2 separate regions of the Zea mays genome follow, and region 1 is linked to region 2. Evidence: chromatin contacts called from public Hi-C data. All regions are on one chromosome and are shown on one strand. The core of a region is the stretch at or near the end of the contact, and the rest is flanking DNA. Distances in the headings are between cores, read along the strand shown. Region 1 holds the start of LOC100381692. Region 2 holds the start of LOC103641667 (regulator of nonsense transcripts UPF3-like).

Region 1 (4,154 bases), core at 920-3,419, 680 kb after region 2:
GTATACTAGCCGAGCTCACGGTCATGAGCAGCTCAGGACTCTCTGATGATTAATTTATGGAACTAAATTCAAATTGTCATATGCATTGCATCGCAGGTGATGTTGTTACTTTTGTTCTACTATTTAATTGGGTTGGTATTTACTTATACTTAGTAATTGCTAATAAAATTTTGACCAACTTTAAAAGCAATGCTCAGCTCTAACCATCCTCTTTGGTAAGCCTTACACTTCACGTGAGCTCCCACCTTTGGCGAGTTCATGCACATTATTCCCCACAACTTGTTGAGCGATGAATGTATGTGAGCTCACTCTTGCTGTCTCACACCCCCCACAGGTCAAGAACAGGTAACAGGTACCGCAGGATGAGGCGCTTGGAGGATGCTGCGATGTGTTCGTGAGAGGTCTAGGCCGTCGTCTCCCAGTCAACTTCGGGTTGCTGGACCGTTGTCTCCTTATAATGTAATTATCTATTTTGTATAGAACTCCTGTTATATAGTAAATATGTGACATTCGATCCTGTGCCATGATTCATCATATGTGTGAGACTTGGTCCCAGCACACCTGATGATTATGTTCGCGCCCGGGTCTTGGTGCCCCGAAAACCCGGGTGTGACACTAGAATGGCAGGGGGGTCATAGGAAACTTCGGCAACTCATTGTTTATTTTTCTTGATTAATAATAAAGCAAATTTGTACATTTGTGATGCTCCTTTAACCTTGTCAAACAGGATCTCACTTGACATGTAATGTTGTGATACATGATTTGTCGCGTGATTCTTTTAGGGCTTATTTGGATGTATAAATATTTGAGGGGCATATAATCATATGCCCATCAATCCCCTCCAAACCCTCTACATCCGAGCAAGCCCTTACTCTCTTAGAGGCTCTGCCGATAAAAGGCACTCGCCACAACTCACAACTCGCTTGTCTACTTCGTATCTTTTCTTCACTATAAAACATTGTTTTTCCAGCAAGGCAACAGATGTCCTCTGGGCATTGTGATTTATACTGACTTTTCATTTACCCTGCAAGCTTATGCTTTCAAGCATGCATTATAACAGGAAAAAAATCTGAGGCGGGCTACTATTTCTGTACGTGCCCTGACCCTCTGTTAGACCTTGTTCGGTTATTCCTATCATATATGGATTGGATGGATTGAAAAAATTTATGAAAGATTTTGATTTGTTTGGAATTTAAACTCATCCAATCCACATGGATTGAGAGCAAAAAGAACACGCCTTAAGTGGTAAATATGGCTCCTAGAGGTGTCGATGTGGAATTTCCCACCGGGTTTAGACATCTCACACCCATCCCTATAAAGCTATACTTATCCCCATCCTCATATCCATAACCATCATAGGTATACAATTCATCACATACACATCCCTATTCAGGTATCAAATCTCCAATGGGTCCCATCTTCGTCATGAAAATTTTGATCACATTATATTTTTTATAGCATTAACAACTACACGACACCTAACAAACAATACATCACAAATAAATCTAGCATTTAACAAGAAAACATTATTTAACCATGCAACAAAGTGACACATGAACTGGCGGCGTGGGGTGACGTCTAGTTGGCCGTATGGGTTGATGGATGTGTGATTAAAAGGGTTAGGAGAGGTAAAATTATTTGTTGGGCTTATTGCCTATTAGAATACATTCCTAATTTTACTGGGTAAATATTATCCATGGATAATCCGGTTCCGATTCTGCTTTTTATACTCATACTCACATACCTAATCGGTAAAGAATTTCTCCTAAATCCGTACCCATATAGATTAAAATCTTCTTATACCTTAACTCTAGTAGAGAAATTTTCTATGACTTACCGGGTATCAGGTCCTCGTTTGTCGTTGACGAGACTGTTCGCTTGACTTCAATTAAAACTACTTTTATTATTTTTATAATGTTTTTCTATGGATTGCAGATGTAGTTGGCTTTAATGCGAAGTTGTTCCGAAGTTGTTTTTGTCACCTCAGGGGCTCCTCTCCCTGCGTGCGGGCTTTCGTTTCGTGCAGTTGTGTGGTTTGCGAGCGCAGAGCAGTTCGTGGACGTGGAGCCAGGTGGTCTGCTGCCCGAAGAAGCCACACTACGCTCCACGCATCGCGTAGACGGCGTAGTTGGCTCGCGGGACCCCGGAGTCAGCATCGCGCCGCTCTCTCCCGAAGCTCGCGCGTCTCCTCGGCGCCCGGAGCGAGCCTGAGGCGCGCGGACAAACGATGTCCTCGCCGGCGGCGGCGACGCTGCACCCTTCCCCCACCTTCCTTGCCTCCGGCCCTCGCTACCGCCGCCGCGTGAGTGCTCTTGTGATTCTTCCCGCTCCCCCCCCCGAGTGTAATTTGGTGATGTATTCGGCTGGTGGAATCCACGCGCAGCGATACGGTTAGTAGGGTTCCAACGCCGTACCTCGTTCCGAAGCTGCCATATTCTTCTGGGAGGCCGCTTAACCATGGATCATCTGGTTCTAATTGACACGAAACTGTACAGTTGAGTGAGTGTTAGATTTGGAGGCTGATCCGGACACAATTGTTTGGATGATCGTTTTGTACCGAAGGGCCAGATTGATGGTTTGGATTTTCAGTATATGCTCGATCTGCGGGGGTAAGACCTTCCCCACAACATTTCATTTAAGAGACCTTCAAACCCTCGAACTCTTGCACCATACACAATGGTACTGTAGCTCATGTGAGAATGTCCGCGACTGAGACCAGGCCTTAAACCCGTGCTTTGATGTCGGACAGACGAGACTACAAGAGTCAAATTCAGAGGAGAGCTACTCAAATCACCTAACCAACTCAGCTAGAAGTACTCACCACCTAACCAACTCAGGTAGAAGCCCTTTCACGATTGTCAGTATATGCTATACACATAAATCATGATTTCCAGGTATGACACATACTGATTCAGTGATTCTGTTAGATAATGGTAGTTTGTTGGAGTGCTTCATTAAGCAGGAGAAAAATGGATATATCACACACACACACTACAAGTTGCTTGTCTGAGCCTTGTGCGTGTAACATTCAAGATTGAACGCGGCAAACCGACTGGGCTGTTCCAGAATAAGTTTGGTCTAAAGTAGCCATATGGTTTACGCCCATTCTGGCATCTGTTTAGTTTCCTTTGTTTACTTATATTCTGTTCAGTATAATGTTTGTTCATCCTGCTACATAATTTTGTTCTCAAAACTAAGTTTGCTTACTCTGGCGATGATCATTTGCAGGGACATCCATCTTCGAAGGTCAGCTTCCGAAGGTTGGCGCCACGATTAAAGGTCAATGCACTTTTTGGATGGCCTAGGGGGGACACGACAGCACGTGAACTGATCCCTCCTGCTGAATCCTATACGCTCTCAGGGTCAGCCTCAGAGGTGTTTGTGTTTCTTGAGTGAACTCCTTTTTGAGGACCTATGCACCTAATTCATGATTTCCTTAATCACTCGTTTATTTCAGGTAGGTGCAAAACCACGTGAGGTGTCTATATCTGTTGCTTCTTCAATCATGGACATTCCTGCTGCGGATTGGGATGCCTGTGCGTGTGATTTAGATGATCCTGGAAATTTTAACCCTTTCCTTACTTATGCATTCCTCTCAAGCTTAGAAGAATCAGGTTCTGCGGTCAAGGTAAGCACATAAAGCACCATGTATTCTCGTCGGATCATTATAAGACATTTCAGTTTTAATCACTGTTCACCTACTGCCTATACAGTTGTTTTGCCCGAATAATGGCTAAACGATAGGTGACTGACTGTATAGCGTTTAGTGTTTATGTGAACACTAGTTTTAGTCGCTAAGTACCCAAGCTCCATTATATGCATGCACAATGTTGAATACATTGGTTTTGACGATAAATTTGCTGTGTTTAATTGACAACAGAACCACAAACAAGATTTGTCTGCAATATCACTAGGCAAATTGAGACATCACAAATTATGAATGACCTATGATGAGGGAGTTCCTTTTCTATGTGCTTAGCAGTTAGCACCCATATGATTGTGATTCTTAATTCCACAGTTTCTTTCTTTTTGAAAAATATTGCCATAGATTGAACAAATATTAGATCTAATTTTTATTCTGTACCAATAATCATGGATGTACACTCTGTTATCTTATTGTCTTCCTTGTGACCTTGGTCGCCTCGACTGATTTC
Region 2 (3,971 bases), core at 1,021-3,520:
TCAGTGCTTGTAACTGATGGAATTGGCACAATATGATTGAATCAAAATGTACATAAGGTGCACATCCAGAATATAAATTATCATGGACAAAATTCAACAAGATGGAGGAAATACCCTTTTCATTCACAAATACGTGCCCATTGAAGACCTCAGCGAACTCAACAACATCCTCGGGGCGCTTGAAATTAAGGTAAAGTCGAGAATGTCTATGGTTCTTTTGGCTGGATAAAAAATGAGAAAGAAGAATGCCACAATCATTCAGCTTTAAAATTAAGCAATATGCTAACATGCTCAAGCAAAGAAGCAAATTGCTACGTATGAAACAAAAAGTCCCAAACAATAAAAAAAAGGTAAACCCAGTGCCAGAGACTCCCACACGAGTGGGGTCTGGCGAAGGGATAAACCGAGGCAAGCCTTCCGCGGCTCCGCGCAAATGCAGAGAGCCTACTTCGAATCCACAACCTGGTGACTTAGTGAGACAAGCTCTCACCACTGCACCAGGTCTCTCCAAACAAGATCAAGAATAAAAAATATTGGACTAAGCATGTGGGACAAGTCACTGACAGAAAACTTTGGTAACATTATCCATGAATAAAAGAGAAAGGAAAAGGGAAATATACTGCATAACACAGTATGAAAACAGGAAGATGGAAGTGCCAAACCAGATCAATATAAGCACTAAGCAATTGGACAGGCACATCAGTTAAAAATATGAATCATTCAAGACAAAATTCCTAACAAATTTTTCTAATGTAGACACAATTACCTGTAACATTGAATTAATATATAAAACAGCCATAGGAAATCACTAACAGGTAACCAAATACTGCAAAGTAAAGAAAGTTGAATGTGTAAAGGTAGTTCTAAACTATAAGCTGAATTTAATTCTTCTCAGGGCCTGTTTGTTTACCCCAATGGATTATATAATCTGGATTATTTTTGAAGGATTATATAATCTGGATTATATAATTTGGATTATATAATCTGAGTAGTCCTGTTTGTTTACCCAGATTATCTGGCGTGTTTCTGTTGGGCGGCGGGCTTTTCTGATCCGATAGGCGCAAAAACGATTCGGTAGATTATAATGGCAATGATGGGTAATTTCTAGGAAACTTGAAAGGGTAGTGGGAAAGTGGGAAAAAATAATCTGAAATAAGCACCTCCTCACTTGCTTATGGATTATCATAATCCAAGGGGTTAGATTATATAATCTGGACAAATAAGCTAGACTGTTTGTTTGCCTCTTAGGATTATTTAATCCAGATTATATAATCTGGGGGTAAACAAACAGGCCCTCAGCAACTTGCTTTACAACTAAAGATGAAAACATAACGAGTCCAGAAGCAACAGAGATAGAATGAAAAAAAAATGAATTTGCCCTAATCAATGATTTTTTTCCATTTTAAACTCTATCAAAAGCACAGGTGGGTCAGATCAGATACATATTTGTGATGCAACAAACAGAGAGGAACAGGTAAGGAGGCAACCCACTAGTTCTAGGTTCTGACTAACACTTCAGTAGCAATCGATGCTAAATCAAATAAAGTTTAACTTGAACAGGGCTTAACTATAATTCAGATACCTCAGAAACTCTCCCAGGCCATTGCAAGCCAGAGAAAATAATTAGTTCACCAAAATCAGAGAACAAATAAAATTTGACTAACTCGGCGGCTCTATCTCCATAATACACGGATGAACACGCTAATTATTTGCGAGAAAGTGCACTAGAACTAGCAACGGAACGTAATCAGAAACATCGCAATAATAGCTTCCTACGACGGTTGATAGGTTAAACAGGATAGTTCCACAAGTCCTAATTAAGGACATCGTCCCACCCGCAGCAACGCCACAAACACTGGAAAAGCAGAGAGCGCGGACCTGGCATTCCCGGGGCGGAAGCACGCCCAGTCGTACCGCCCAGCGAAGCGCAAGTCGACCTGGTCCACAACGGCCTGCTGCGCGATCGCCGGCGGCAGCCGCCGGAGCACCACCTTCGTGCGGTGCGCCGGGTCCTTCATGTGTGCTCGCACCGTCGACGCCTCCCCGAATCTCTCTCGTGTCGTGAATCCTTGAGAACACCCCTACCGCAACACGTCTCAAACCCTAGGGCCGGGTCACATCGAAGCGAGGCGGGTCAGACGGCAGCGAGATCTGGGGACAGGACGGGGGAGGTGGCTAGGGTTTGGAGCCGGGTGGGGATTTGTCTCGCTCCTGCTTCCCTTCCCTTCGTTTCGCCGCGTCGTCGTCGCGTGGATTTTCCCCCCCTTCCGCTTCGGTAGTTTGGTGGGGGTGTGGGGTTGGTTTGGATTTAGGATGTGTAATTGGGAACTGTCGTAGATTGGGAAAGGGGAGGAGACGATAGAAAGTCAAAAGGTCATAGGTCATTCTGATAAATTTATTAGAAAGTCAAAATCGTGTCGAAAGAATTAAACGGATATTTATTTGGTACATTTTATTTTATTAATTTATTATATAAAATAGCTGAGTGTCGTACGTTGCGACGAAAATATATAATATCAGTATACTACGATAACTTATATATAAAATATGTGTTATACTGTTATAAGAAAAAGTTCCATAATCGATTTGTGATCCTAGCCATACATATTTTTTGTTATTTTAATCTAACTATTTCACCCTACATTACAATCATCGGTATCATGCAGACTTTGATATATGCCACAATTTGCATGATCTTATCATTAGAGAACATGTTCCACACATGACGGAAGAAATTTCCTCGTACGTCGTTAGTCATCAGGCACGCACCACCATACGCTCTTGCTTAAACAAAAAAGACAAGTGTATGTGTTTGCGAAGAGAATTAAAGACAGACCGACACAAAAACTACCCCGACGGTGGCGAGGATGACAAACTGGTCATTGTTGTCGACCCTCCTCTGCGTCACCTTCGGCGCCAAGATGACGCCACAGTCCTCGATATAGTAGTCGTTGAACGCGCGCGACATAGCGAGTACTGATGACTCTTGGCTGGGATGCCAAACGAAGTGCACTCCGAGCTCATCAGCGAAGTAGTACCCCTGGCTGTTGCACCACCGGATGCGTTACTCCTCTACATACATCATGTTCGAGGACACTCACACAACGTCAACAACGTCTGTCGTCCCAGCACACAAGAATTCATGGCCGGTCAGTAGCGACTTACGTGGCAGGTTAGGCTTCAAGTGGACGATGAGTTGGACGGTGTGATGGTGTCGTCGTCGGATGTGGTGCCCAGAACAATCCGAGAGTCGCCGACGTTGGCGACGACCATGAGGTCCCCCTGCTTGACGATGGACAACGCGGGGCAGCCACTCTACACCGCGTCCAAGCGGCGGCTGCGCCGGAGCTTGTCGTACACAGCGGCACATGTGACCACGTAGGACTGCTTCTAGAGGTCGAACTGGCAGTCGCCAAGCTTCTTCTCGTTGTTAATGAGCGACGCCAACGTGAGTGCCTCCTACTAAGGTGTTTGTTCAAGGTTTCTAAGTAAGAAACATGGATTCATGCTTGTCGTTGGTTTATAAAATTGACTCACAAGTCAGATCCATGAAAAAATATTACGAAGAATAAATGTCACGCATGCAAAAAAATAAATTTAAATTGAAAACATTATTCAAACAAAAGAAATTGCATGCAAGGCTATTCTTTAAATAATATTCCCTCCATCCAAAAATATAATTCAAGAATCTCGGTGATATTTATCTACTACTACACATTGTGCAAGGGTAGCAGGTGGGTTTGGGGAAAGATGTAGTAGATGTGTTTCCTGTCATAGATGTAGACATAAACACATATGTGGTGTATCATTAGCTACTGCTAGCATTTGCTTGAGAGGTCGCGGGTTCGAATCCCCTTGGGGCCATGTGTGTTTTTTTTAAATTTTAGCTAGACGTGGGTTGTACGAGGGAATGAGAATGACATAATATAGAATGGACTTTGCAGGAAGGGGGAATGAGAAAGGCAGAACTA

Evidence for each region. Hi-C and Micro-C count contacts between places; a contact is called where the count stands out from the background.
Region 1: a Hi-C map of ear shows a contact between it and region 2, with 2.6 times the contacts expected there. The contact joins the promoter of LOC100381692 here to the promoter of LOC103641667 in region 2. A contact is called at or near these places in 2 of 25 Hi-C or Micro-C datasets (ear and tassel).

What each region holds. Positions count from the first base shown.
Region 1 is chr10:121,469,672-121,473,825 of Zm-B73-REFERENCE-NAM-5.0, forward strand. LOC100381692 reads left to right here and starts at 2,170. Exons shown (of 12, transcript NM_001174504.1): 1 at 2,170-2,302; 2 at 3,229-3,362; 3 at 3,458-3,628. The coding sequence starts at 3,506.
Region 2 is chr10:120,787,599-120,791,569 of Zm-B73-REFERENCE-NAM-5.0, forward strand. LOC103641667 (regulator of nonsense transcripts UPF3-like) reads right to left here and starts at 2,271. Exons shown (of 13, transcript NM_001346661.1): 1 at 1,879-2,271; 2 at 115-221. The coding sequence starts at 2,018.